Regions from separate parts of the Gossypium raimondii genome. Here region 2 is linked to region 1. A link is a contact called in public Hi-C data. All regions are on one chromosome and are shown on one strand. Each heading gives the region's core, a stretch centred on a gene start, on an enhancer-like site or on the middle of the called end of the contact. The rest is flanking DNA. Distances are from core to core; before and after follow the strand shown.

The links. A called contact is a pair of places that touch in the nucleus more often than the background predicts.
Region 2: a contact with region 1 is called in a Hi-C map of leaf, with 2.3 times the contacts expected there. The contact joins the promoter of LOC105787850 here to the promoter of LOC105787839 in region 1. A contact is called at or near these places in 2 of 2 Hi-C or Micro-C datasets (both in leaf).

Annotation. Positions count from the first base shown.
Region 1 is chr2:5,462,221-5,467,374 of ASM2569854v1, forward strand. LOC105787839 reads left to right here and starts at 2,285. Exons shown (of 4, transcript XM_012614409.2): 1 at 2,285-2,592; 2 at 2,702-2,762; 3 at 2,848-2,992. The coding sequence starts at 2,385.
Region 2 is chr2:5,660,140-5,665,293 of ASM2569854v1, forward strand. LOC105787850 (protein NEN4) reads right to left here and starts at 2,197. Exons shown (of 4, transcript XM_012614418.2): 1 at 804-2,197; 2 at 613-723; 3 at 365-529; 4 at 1-281. The coding sequence starts at 1,253. The coding sequence ends at 189. It overlaps LOC105787848, which reads left to right and starts at 2,542. Exons shown (of 1, transcript XM_012614417.2): 1 at 2,542-3,931. The coding sequence starts at 2,714. The coding sequence ends at 3,769.

The sequences.
Region 1 (5,154 bases), core at 1,035-3,534:
TTGCCCCGGCTGTGTGGCCTTATGTCACCAAATTTTGTACTGTGTCTGTTTTTGATCTTATTATGATTCTGTGTGTTCCGACCCTTGGCTAGGTCCTTGTAAGGGTGGTCAGGGCTTTGTTTCGGCCTGGACTCGTGCGTTATTCGCAATCTTAGCTCTAATTAATTGATTCAGTTGAGTGTTAATTAATGTTATGTTATGTTATATTTGATTTTGATTCTGTGAATTTGAATGTGTGAATTTTTGATTCCATACTCTGTTTTGTAAGTCTGTCTTCAAATGGCGTGCATTTTGTATTTGCATTAATCTTTTTGGGTTTGGTTGCGAAGAGAAGGGAATCTGATCTGTTTTGGCAGTTTCAACTGTAACATGTATGTACAACGGTTTGCCGTAATACATAGTACGACATATATGTCAGCTCTACTACATATTAACATTTGAGTGGCTAAGTCCACATACTTGGTGTGTAGGGTTGGATGGGCCTTTCGAGTTCCTATGTGGTGTGCATGGTTGGATGAGCTTAATTAGCTCTTTTTGGGGTGTGATTAGGGGACGGAGAGGTGTTTGGCTGGTTAGGTGGGTTTTTATTACTTGTTGCATTCATTCCACAATCTGTCTGTCTGTTTGATTGCGAGACTAACTGTTTATAAATCGAGGTGTTTGAGTACTGACACATTTGATTTGTTTGTGAAGACTATTCGTATATCAGATTGCCATTGAGATTTTTTTTTATTGTGACATTTTGGTGTTCATTTATCTATCGTTTTCGAACTCACACTGAGCTCGTGTAGCTCACCCCCCTTAGTTTATCCTTTGCAGGTACTCTCGTTTTCTGTAGCTGGACTTGGCATGCCGGGGGGTCTCAGAATGACATGTTTTAAGCCGGACTAATAAAAAGGACTTTTTAGATTTTTAAATTTGTGAACTGTTTGGGACTGTAAACAACTATAAAGACGGTGGTACAATCTAATTTTGGATTTTCGTAAGTAGTTTTGTTTTGATTTCTAGAAACTTTAGAACTTTATTTTCGAGCGCATTCAACGTGACTTGAATTCTCTGTTTTAAATCCTAAAAAGGCTAAATGGTTTAGTTCGATTTTAATAACTGTGTTCGAATAGGATTTTAACAACTCATTTTGTAAAATTGTTTCAAATCACTTTGGTGATCAATGTGACCTCCGAAATTCGGTCTAAACTCCTAGGTCGGGTTTTGGGGCGTTACATTTGAATTTAGACATAATGATTTATTTGACCCTCCAATTTTTATAAAATAAAATCATTTTAGCTTTTTGATTAATTTTTTATCTCAACTCTTTAACTTGCGTTGTTTGTCAAATCACCTCAAAATGAATGGAAAATTTAACGTTTGTTAACTTTGCTGATGTAGCATATATGTGAATTTCCATGTGGATGTCATGTCAATAATTAATTAATTTTAAAAATTTAAAAAATTTAAAAACTATAAAAAATTTAAAATTATAAAAATTATAAAAATATTTTCTAATATTTAAAAAATTAATTAATTGCTAATGTGGATTACCATATGAATGCCATGTCAACAAAGTTAACAAATTTTAACTTTTTCATTCATTTTGAGATGAGTTGACAAACAATACAAGTTCAAGGGTTAAAAGATGTGAAAAAAATTAAATGGAGGGCTAAAATAATTTTTTGATAAAGTTGGAGAGCCAAATAAGTCATTATGGCTTCAACTTATATAAATTGTTTTTTAAAAATATCTATGTGGGTATTTTAAATTTATATAAATTGTTTTTATAATTGAGAGTAGAGATGAGGTTGTTAGGGATTGAATCTAAACTCTCGTGTCACACATGAGTCCCATGTATTCATGTTATTTTCATTTTATTTTTTTATTTTGTGTCGCACCTGAAATCATCTTATATTTTGTAAAGTCTAGTAAATGATATGTTTAAATCGGGTGGTTCACATGCGGACTTACCAATCAATTTAGAATATTATTTAACCAGTTAAAAAGAAAGTTAGTGTATGTTTGATAAACTTAAAAATTAAGTAATAAATTTTACTACTAAATTTGGTGTAGAAAAGATTTTATTTTTAAGTAAAATATAAAAGAAAATACAAATTTGAGTACTCATAGGTGCTGTCTATGTAATTTGATGGTAGCATCTGTCAACAAAAATGTTATGAAATGAAAAATAATTTTGTTTGAACGATGACGATGATTACAATGGCGATGATTATAATGAATTTTATTTATTATTTTATTTGGTCCCCGACCATTGAATAAAGTACTATAAGCAAGCATTAACAACATGGTCTAACCAAAGCCTTTTACAGTTTCACTTACTTTCAAACTCGAAGTCTCCGCCACTACTACCAGCTTTCTATTCATCGCTCAACCCAATGGCACTCGCCTCCAACTCGCTCGTTTCTTTCATCCAAGGCTCATTGAGTCAACCCGGAAGGACCTCCCACTCTCTTCCTTCACCTTCTCTTTCTTTCCCCGGATCTCGTTCGCTCTCTCTGAAACTCACCCGCCGCTCCAACTCGCCCCTTCTTTGCTCTTTAGATGCAACCAACGCCACAGATAAGGACACCCCAATCGAAACAAGTAATCTCTTTTCTTTTTTCTTTTTCCCCCCTTTTTTACTCCCAATTTTCAGTTTTTGAAATCTTTATGTTCTAAATACTGGGGTTTTTGTTGCCCCTTGATTTTTCAGGGTTCCCAGCTTATCCAACTGTGATGGACATCAATCAAATAAGAGAGATATTACCACACAGGTGAACTAATTTTATTATTTTTTAAGCTTTTCTTTTGCTTGTTATTGATATATATTTATTGGGTTCTTTTTTATTTGGCTTGTAGATTCCCATTCTTGTTAGTGGATAGAGTGATAGAATATAATCCAGGTGTATCGGCTGTTGGTATAAAGAATGTGACCATAAATGATAACTTTTTCCCTGGACATTTCCCTGAGAGGCCTATAATGCCTGGTGTTCTCATGGTTGAGGTATTTTTTTTTCTCTCTTTTTTTCTGAATTATTGGAAATTTAATCACTTTGTTTATGATTTAAATTTTGACATTTTATTGGGTATCGGCTGTTGGTATAAAGAATGTTTAATTTTTATCTGATAACTTTTTAATTATTAATCTAACAAAGGAGGTGGTAGGCTGGTCCTGCTTTGTGATTACCGAAGTTGTAATTTTTAATATCAACAGTATTAATATGGGTGAGGGTGTGTAATCAAATCTTGGGCTGAGCTATGCTCAGAAGCTGGCACTTGACTTAAAATCCGAGGCTCAAATCTCAGCTCAATTTGGATTGAATTTCCGTTTTAAGCGCCTGCTCTATTAACATTGAACTGCTGGAGCTTGTTCGATTAAGCTTATTTATTTGGTAAAAGTTGATCTCAATTCCCTTGCTTTACTTCAAGCTTGATTATTATACATTTGTTCCAAATTTACTTAACTAATCAAAGCTTCATTGATCAATTAATGTTTCTCAAAACATAATCTAGCATCTTCTCTATAATTGGATTTTTAGGAATGTGCAATGTTTCTCTCTCTTTTTCTTATATATATATATATATATATATATAGAGAGAGAGAGAGAGAGAGTTTCTTTTACATTATTCACTGGATAACGAATTCTGCATTCTGAATGTCAGCAAGTTTTGACCTTAAAGATGCTATTTTTGCTATGTAAATAATAGGTTCTTGGATTATTCAGTTTCCATAAATTAACTCATTAAGATCTCTATTAACTATGACCAAAGATATTGCTATTGCTACCTGCATGCATGAAACCGCAGATGTATAATTCTAGCCAGTTTGGTTTTTGGTCAATACTCCATAGCTCTGCACATATTAACTTTCAACTTTTTTTTTCTTTTTTGGTCATACCTCATTTTTCAATCACATAAATAGAGTAAGGTATAGATAATCTTAGTGCTGAGGTAAAATATGGTTGTATGAAGGCTTGGTAGCAGTTTGAGACAACATAGATGTAAAACTAGGGGCTTGACTACATAGATTTGTTAGGGGATTAGCTGTGAAGTCTTTCACCCCTGAGGCGCTATTGGCAGCTGACATTAACTTGTGTGGAATATGTTAGCATTAATAAGTACTATCAATATATTTTGATTCTTTTCTTATTCAATGCATTTTTTTCTTGTTGAAAATCAAGCTTAATTGAGCTCATTGCACATGTTCTGAAAATTGTGGCTGGATTTTATGCCATTTGAGATCCTTGTTTCTTCATGTAATGTCTCGCTCTTTGGCTACTATGTACTTTTATGCATTTACATCCTTTGATATACTGTGTTATTATTTTTTCAACTTTATACTTTTTGCACCTCCTAATAGGAATTCTGTCTGAGCAAACTTTGAGTTACATGATTGGTAATCCCCCTCAATGCAGTGTTTTATTCTGGCTGTGCTTGGGAGCCACTCCTTTAACTTGAATGATAATGCAAAGGAACTAAGAATGATGTTTTACACCACTTGTTTATGGCCTTTTTTGCATCGGTTTTGTTCCAAATTAGTAATGGTGTCATAATGTCACCTCATTTCAGGAGATTTACTGTTCAAATATATATTTTTTTATTCTCGAAATCAACATTAAATTGGCTTGATTTGATTGTCTGCTACTTTGCCTCTTTGTTTTATGCAAGTATTGCGGTATGGTCTTTGACTACTGCTGTATATCTTCTTTCATTCTTCTGTTTATTTCTAAAATTAGCTATTCTATATTTGTAACCAAAGTTTTGACGATTATCAAAGCCTCCTTTGCCAGTGCTACTTATTTACATCAAAGTCATCTTTATAGTTGCTTAGGGTACGCTTTACCTTTTAGCATTCTTTATCCTGAATTACGTGCGCATAGGAAGGGAAAATACAAAGGCAATTAGAGAAACCACTTGGAGCATGGAACAAACGTGTTGATAGAGACAATCTTGGTGTTTCTACTATTGTTGACTCATTCACGATCAGAATGATTAACTGGTTGTCAATCTAGTAAGCTAGAAAAGAGATGAATGCTCTGGTAGCACCCATAATCTTTTAATCCAATAATTCTTGAACTCCATTTCTTCTTGGTTTCTTACCTCTCTCTGTCCACCACATGTTTTGGTGGACCTTAAAGGTTGGCTGGTTCATGTTACCATGAAGAT
Region 2 (5,154 bases), core at 947-3,446, 200 kb after region 1:
AATAAATGAATAATCCACAAAAAAGGGTGTCCCCCAAATTCTCATATTGAATTATGAGATAAATTCATGAAATCAATAAGCTAGGGAAAGACCCTTTTATGCTTGATGCTAATATTGAAGATGGAAGGGATGATATATCATCCTTTAATCTTTGTTCTTCCAGATCAGCAATAATGTGAAATTTTGATTCATCTGAGCACTGAATGAGAATGCTTGAGCAAGTTGTTGATAGGCTGGCTTCCTCGTGCTTTACACAATAGATTCTTCACTCTTTCTGTCATCTGTTTCATTAAAATTCACTTCCCTTTGTCATTAATCAAAATTAAGAAACCATGTTACATAGTAATTATTGACACATACAAACCTTTCCCAAACTTTCCCTTGTGTAGGGAACTGTTCTTTGATAAGTTGGTGATTTTCTGCTGGTTTCTTCCTTGCATGTCAATTTCCCTGCACTGCTTCTACTTCTTGTCGTTATTGTTGAGGGACTGTGCCAACTCCTATTCAATATGCTTGGGAGGCTTGATTCCTATACAAACTCAAAACCCTTTAAACATTTCTTCTTTCAAAACTGGGTGTTGAATTGAAATTCAGTAATGTTTGAGAACATACCAAAAACAGCACAGTTGCACAATGTTTTAGAACCTCTAAATTCATACGAACATCATCCAGGCTCCTGTGTTTTTGTTGCCCAAGTCCAAAGTAAGTAGCTAAGCTTGCCATCTGCATGAACATATGACAGGTTTATGATCATGTCTTAAAATTGCATGAATTTCAAGTTTGGATATATGAATGTTTTTTACCTTCATGTTACCAGCTCTTTTGCCAAACTTCTCAGTGAGGACACCTAAAGAATCAATGATCCCAACAGGTACAGGAGGTGGTCTACCAATGTCAGCAAAGGCCTCCTTAATACGAACACAATCGAATCTCTGAATGTTATGACCCCCCCAAACCCTACCATTCAAAAGGTTGAATATTTTGTCAGCAACTTCTTCAAATCCAGGTGCGTTTGCAACAGCATCTCTAGTTATCCCATCAGACCTGCCGGACCTCAATGCAACAACAGACAAGTCCTTGGGCTTTATCAGGGTACTATAACTCTCTAGCTCAACCAGGTTCCTTGGACATACTACAATGGCACCAAACTCCAATACACAGAACCTTTGACCGGTTCTGTTGGGTACTGTAGTTTCTATGTCGAAAAACACAATTTCTGCTGACCCTTCTTGGCATGGAATAAAACCCTCCATTTTTCTGCAAGTTTACTGGTTTTTGGTTTCAAGTTTTTTTTTGGGTGATGTGGATTGAGATTGTGAATCCTGGTATAAATGGGGGATGGAAGATGGGAAAGAAAAGGAGATAATACAAGGGTGGAAGAAGAGAATTCTTGGCATTAGAGATTTGATTGTCTTGTAGTTCAAGTCTATAGTTTTTAGGCTTTGGAGGATTGCCTTATGCAAAGGGCTTTGGGTTGGTTTTCCTTCATTGTTATGTTACCATGTTGTTAGCCATTTCTGTTTGGAGCAGCAACCTTTTGGACAAGTTGACGATTTTCTCTCCATTAAAATAATAAAGATGTAGAAAACATGAAATTTACGTTGGAAGATATGAAGCAAGTTTGTTTGGGAAGGGAATTGATTCCTTAGAATTCTACATCTGCTTACCCTACAAACAAATATTCCTTGGGAACATTCACATCTCAGGGCTGGGAGAATTTTAGGATGAACATATACTATATTGACGTCATTGGAGGAAAATGGAAACTTTGGGATAAAGGCTCTCTTTTGCCATAATCCTAACCATACATGCATAAATGTAACAAAAAGGAAAATGAATATAAATTCTCTGTTCTTTTGTATTGCAAGTTGCAACACACCTATTATGTGTTCGGTTGAAGACAGGAGCGGCCCAAGAAGCCCAAGGCAATTATATCAATTGGGCCAAAAAGTTCTCACTTCTAGTTTACTCCATAGTTGGATTGGATTGAAGCAAATATTGTCAAGATAATCAACTTAACGAGGAAACTATAGCTCCTAGCCATTTATAGCAGACTGTAGCAGCACACACATCACCATAGGGACCCTGCAACTGATTAATAACAGTTGTAACAGCTACAACAACTCACAACAAACTCAACCAGCTTAGAAGAGACATTTAACATGTGCTCCTTAATTATACAATTGACAACAAATTATTAGCATTTAGTTACTTATTTTTGAAGTTGACAATGATCAAGGTAGTCTGATTTTTTAGAGCTACCAATTTACTCAAGATTTTTATTCATTTCTAAAACTAAAATTAAATAAAATATTTATAAGTATAATAATCATTATTCCAAGAGTCAATTTTAAACAATCAAAACAAACCGACTAAAGTGTGAACACAAACCAAATGGTTTGATCTGTTTTAAAAATGATTTACGATTGTGTAGCTTGAGAGGGTATGAACGTGCAAGCATTTAGAAGCACAAATAAAATTTTAATTATTTTTGTATTTTGACCAAGTTAACAAAGTGAGTGGTGTTAGAGTGGTTGTGGCACGCATCAACTGTTAATTATTGTAAAGATAAGTGAATTTTGTAATGGTGATCAGCCTTTAATCATGCGACATGCAAATCACTTACAGAGCTGCTCTACCAATATATGGTCCTGGCTGTTAGACGATCTCATCGTTTCATTTCATCCTCACAGTTTTGTTTCTTTTCAATTCAATGGCACTTTCTACTTCGAAAATAGTTCCCACCACCAACAAAATTGCTCGAGAACTCCATGAAATTTACAAGGACCTTCATGAGCTTGACTTTGCTATTCAAGTGCCTAAGACCCTAGACAAGAAGAATAGCCTGCAAAGGGAAAAACAAATATCCGTTGATCCAATTTCATTACGAGAATCATCCATGGGAGAAATAAGTTTCAACATGATGTTACCACCTCAAGCTGAAACTGATTACCCTCTTCCACCCCCTTTGCTCCCCGCAAAGCACAAGTTCTTAAGTTGCAGCCTTCCAAACTCCGCGACTTCTTCCCCTCGATTCGGCTCGAGGAAGAACTTGAAACACGAAAGCCAAGCGTTGCCTCAACAGGTTGACGAGTTGGTCAATAAGAACCCATCACTTCAAAACACGACGTTTTGGAGAAGCAAGTCATGTGGAGATGGAAGAACATATGGACCACCGGATGAACTTGATGATCTATGGATGTACAAGCATCATAGGCATGGAGGTTTAATCTCCAAACCCAATGTTAACAATGAGGAAATGGATGGTAGTAATGAAGTTGACTTCAAATGCGGTGCCCTTTGCCTGTTGCTACCAGGATTTACCAAGGCAAAGCAAGTGAGGACAAGAAAAAGAGAACCTTGGGTGAAGGAGAATAGTGTGAATGTGATATCGAGAACAGTTTCCCTTGAAAAGTTTGAATGTGGATCATGGGCTTCATCAACAATAATACCAGACCATGATGTTGGTGATCTATACTTTGATCTTCCATTGGAGTTGATCAATAACCTTGGGAACGATGCACATTTACCGGTTTCAACTGCTTTTGTGTTCGATAATAAAGATGTAAAAGGGGTATTGAAGAATGGTTCAAATCAAACAAGATCAACAACAACAGGCAGGAAATCCCATGAATCATCATCTCGGCATGTTAGGTTTTCGACGTCATCCCCAACATCGTACCCTGCTTCACCGGCTTCTTGCATTACGCCTCGTTTGCGTAAAGCTAGGGACGATTTTAATGCTTTCTTAGAGGCACAAAGTGCATGAAATTTTTCTATACTCGAATTTTGTTCTTTAACACTGTGTATGAATTTTTTTTTTCGGTCCCTCTTTTGTTTGCCGTTGAGGCATTGCCCCCCAAGAAAATAAAACTTTATGCAATAGGGACCCAATGATTTTAGAAGACGAGACCTACGCGATTGACGCAAATTTTCTTTCCTTGCTATAATATATACGGGTGTAATTTTCTTGCCAAATTAATATGTTGGATTTGCTTGATATAAAAGGCAGAAAGCAAAATGGAGGCGTCCGTCAAGTAATCAAACACATTAGCACCTCCAAATAAATATCTAGCGTATTATGTGTCTAAAGTAAGCATTATCGATGGTATTAGAGCATCATTAGTCTCCGACGAGAATTCATCTTAATTTGCACATTTTTTTTTCTTTTTCTCTATTCTCGATCTATATTATCACATTCCATCTTTCTTATCACGTCCACAATCAACACTCTTATTATGATAAATCTCAAATAATTTTATCATCTCGAATTTAAATATTGTGAATAAAAAAATTAACGTAAGGAGAGTTTTATATCTTATTTTGAGCTCTGACTACAATTTTAATAAAGTCTCAATATGGGCAATTTTAATAAAAATGCATTAAAAACAAAAAACAAAACATGTAACTAAGTCTATTCATAGGTTGAGTTACTAATTAAGTCCAAAAGCTTATTTAAACTTCAAGAGGGTTTGGGTAGAAATATTAAACTCAAAATTGGGCTCAGACAAAAAAAAATTAGACCCGTTAAAATATTGATCAAGCTCAAGTCAAACATTCGAGACTCAAGCCCGATCTATTTTAATGGTCTATAATATAATATATTATGTAATCTATAATGTAAACATTTAAAAAAATATTAATTGTTTATATTTTTTAATAAATGAAAATTATATATAATTTTAAATAAAAATAATATAATATAAATATTTAAAAAATTAAAATATGGTTGGACCTAAAATGAGTTTGAGTTAGTCATTTATAAATATGAATAGACTTAAGCTAAATTTTAGACTCGTACTTCAAATCGAGTCAAGTTTAGAAAAATAAAATGTGTTAGTATCATGATTAAACCGAACACGATCTATAAACATCTTATGTAACCGAAAATTACTTGCATTAGAAACAAACTCTTAAAATCGTCTATTTTTCTTATAAATATTTTGGAAGTTAGTTTGAATAAATTTTAGAATAATATCATATTAAATACAATAGTTGATATTTTTTGTGATTATATATAACATTGTAGAATGTTGTTAGAACATTTGGCAGCAAAACCGAAAAGGAATTTTGGTTAGAACAAGTAAAGAATTAGGGACCATTGGCTCATTTTAAAGAGCAAAATAAAAAATCTTTTTGATATTAAAATTTGTT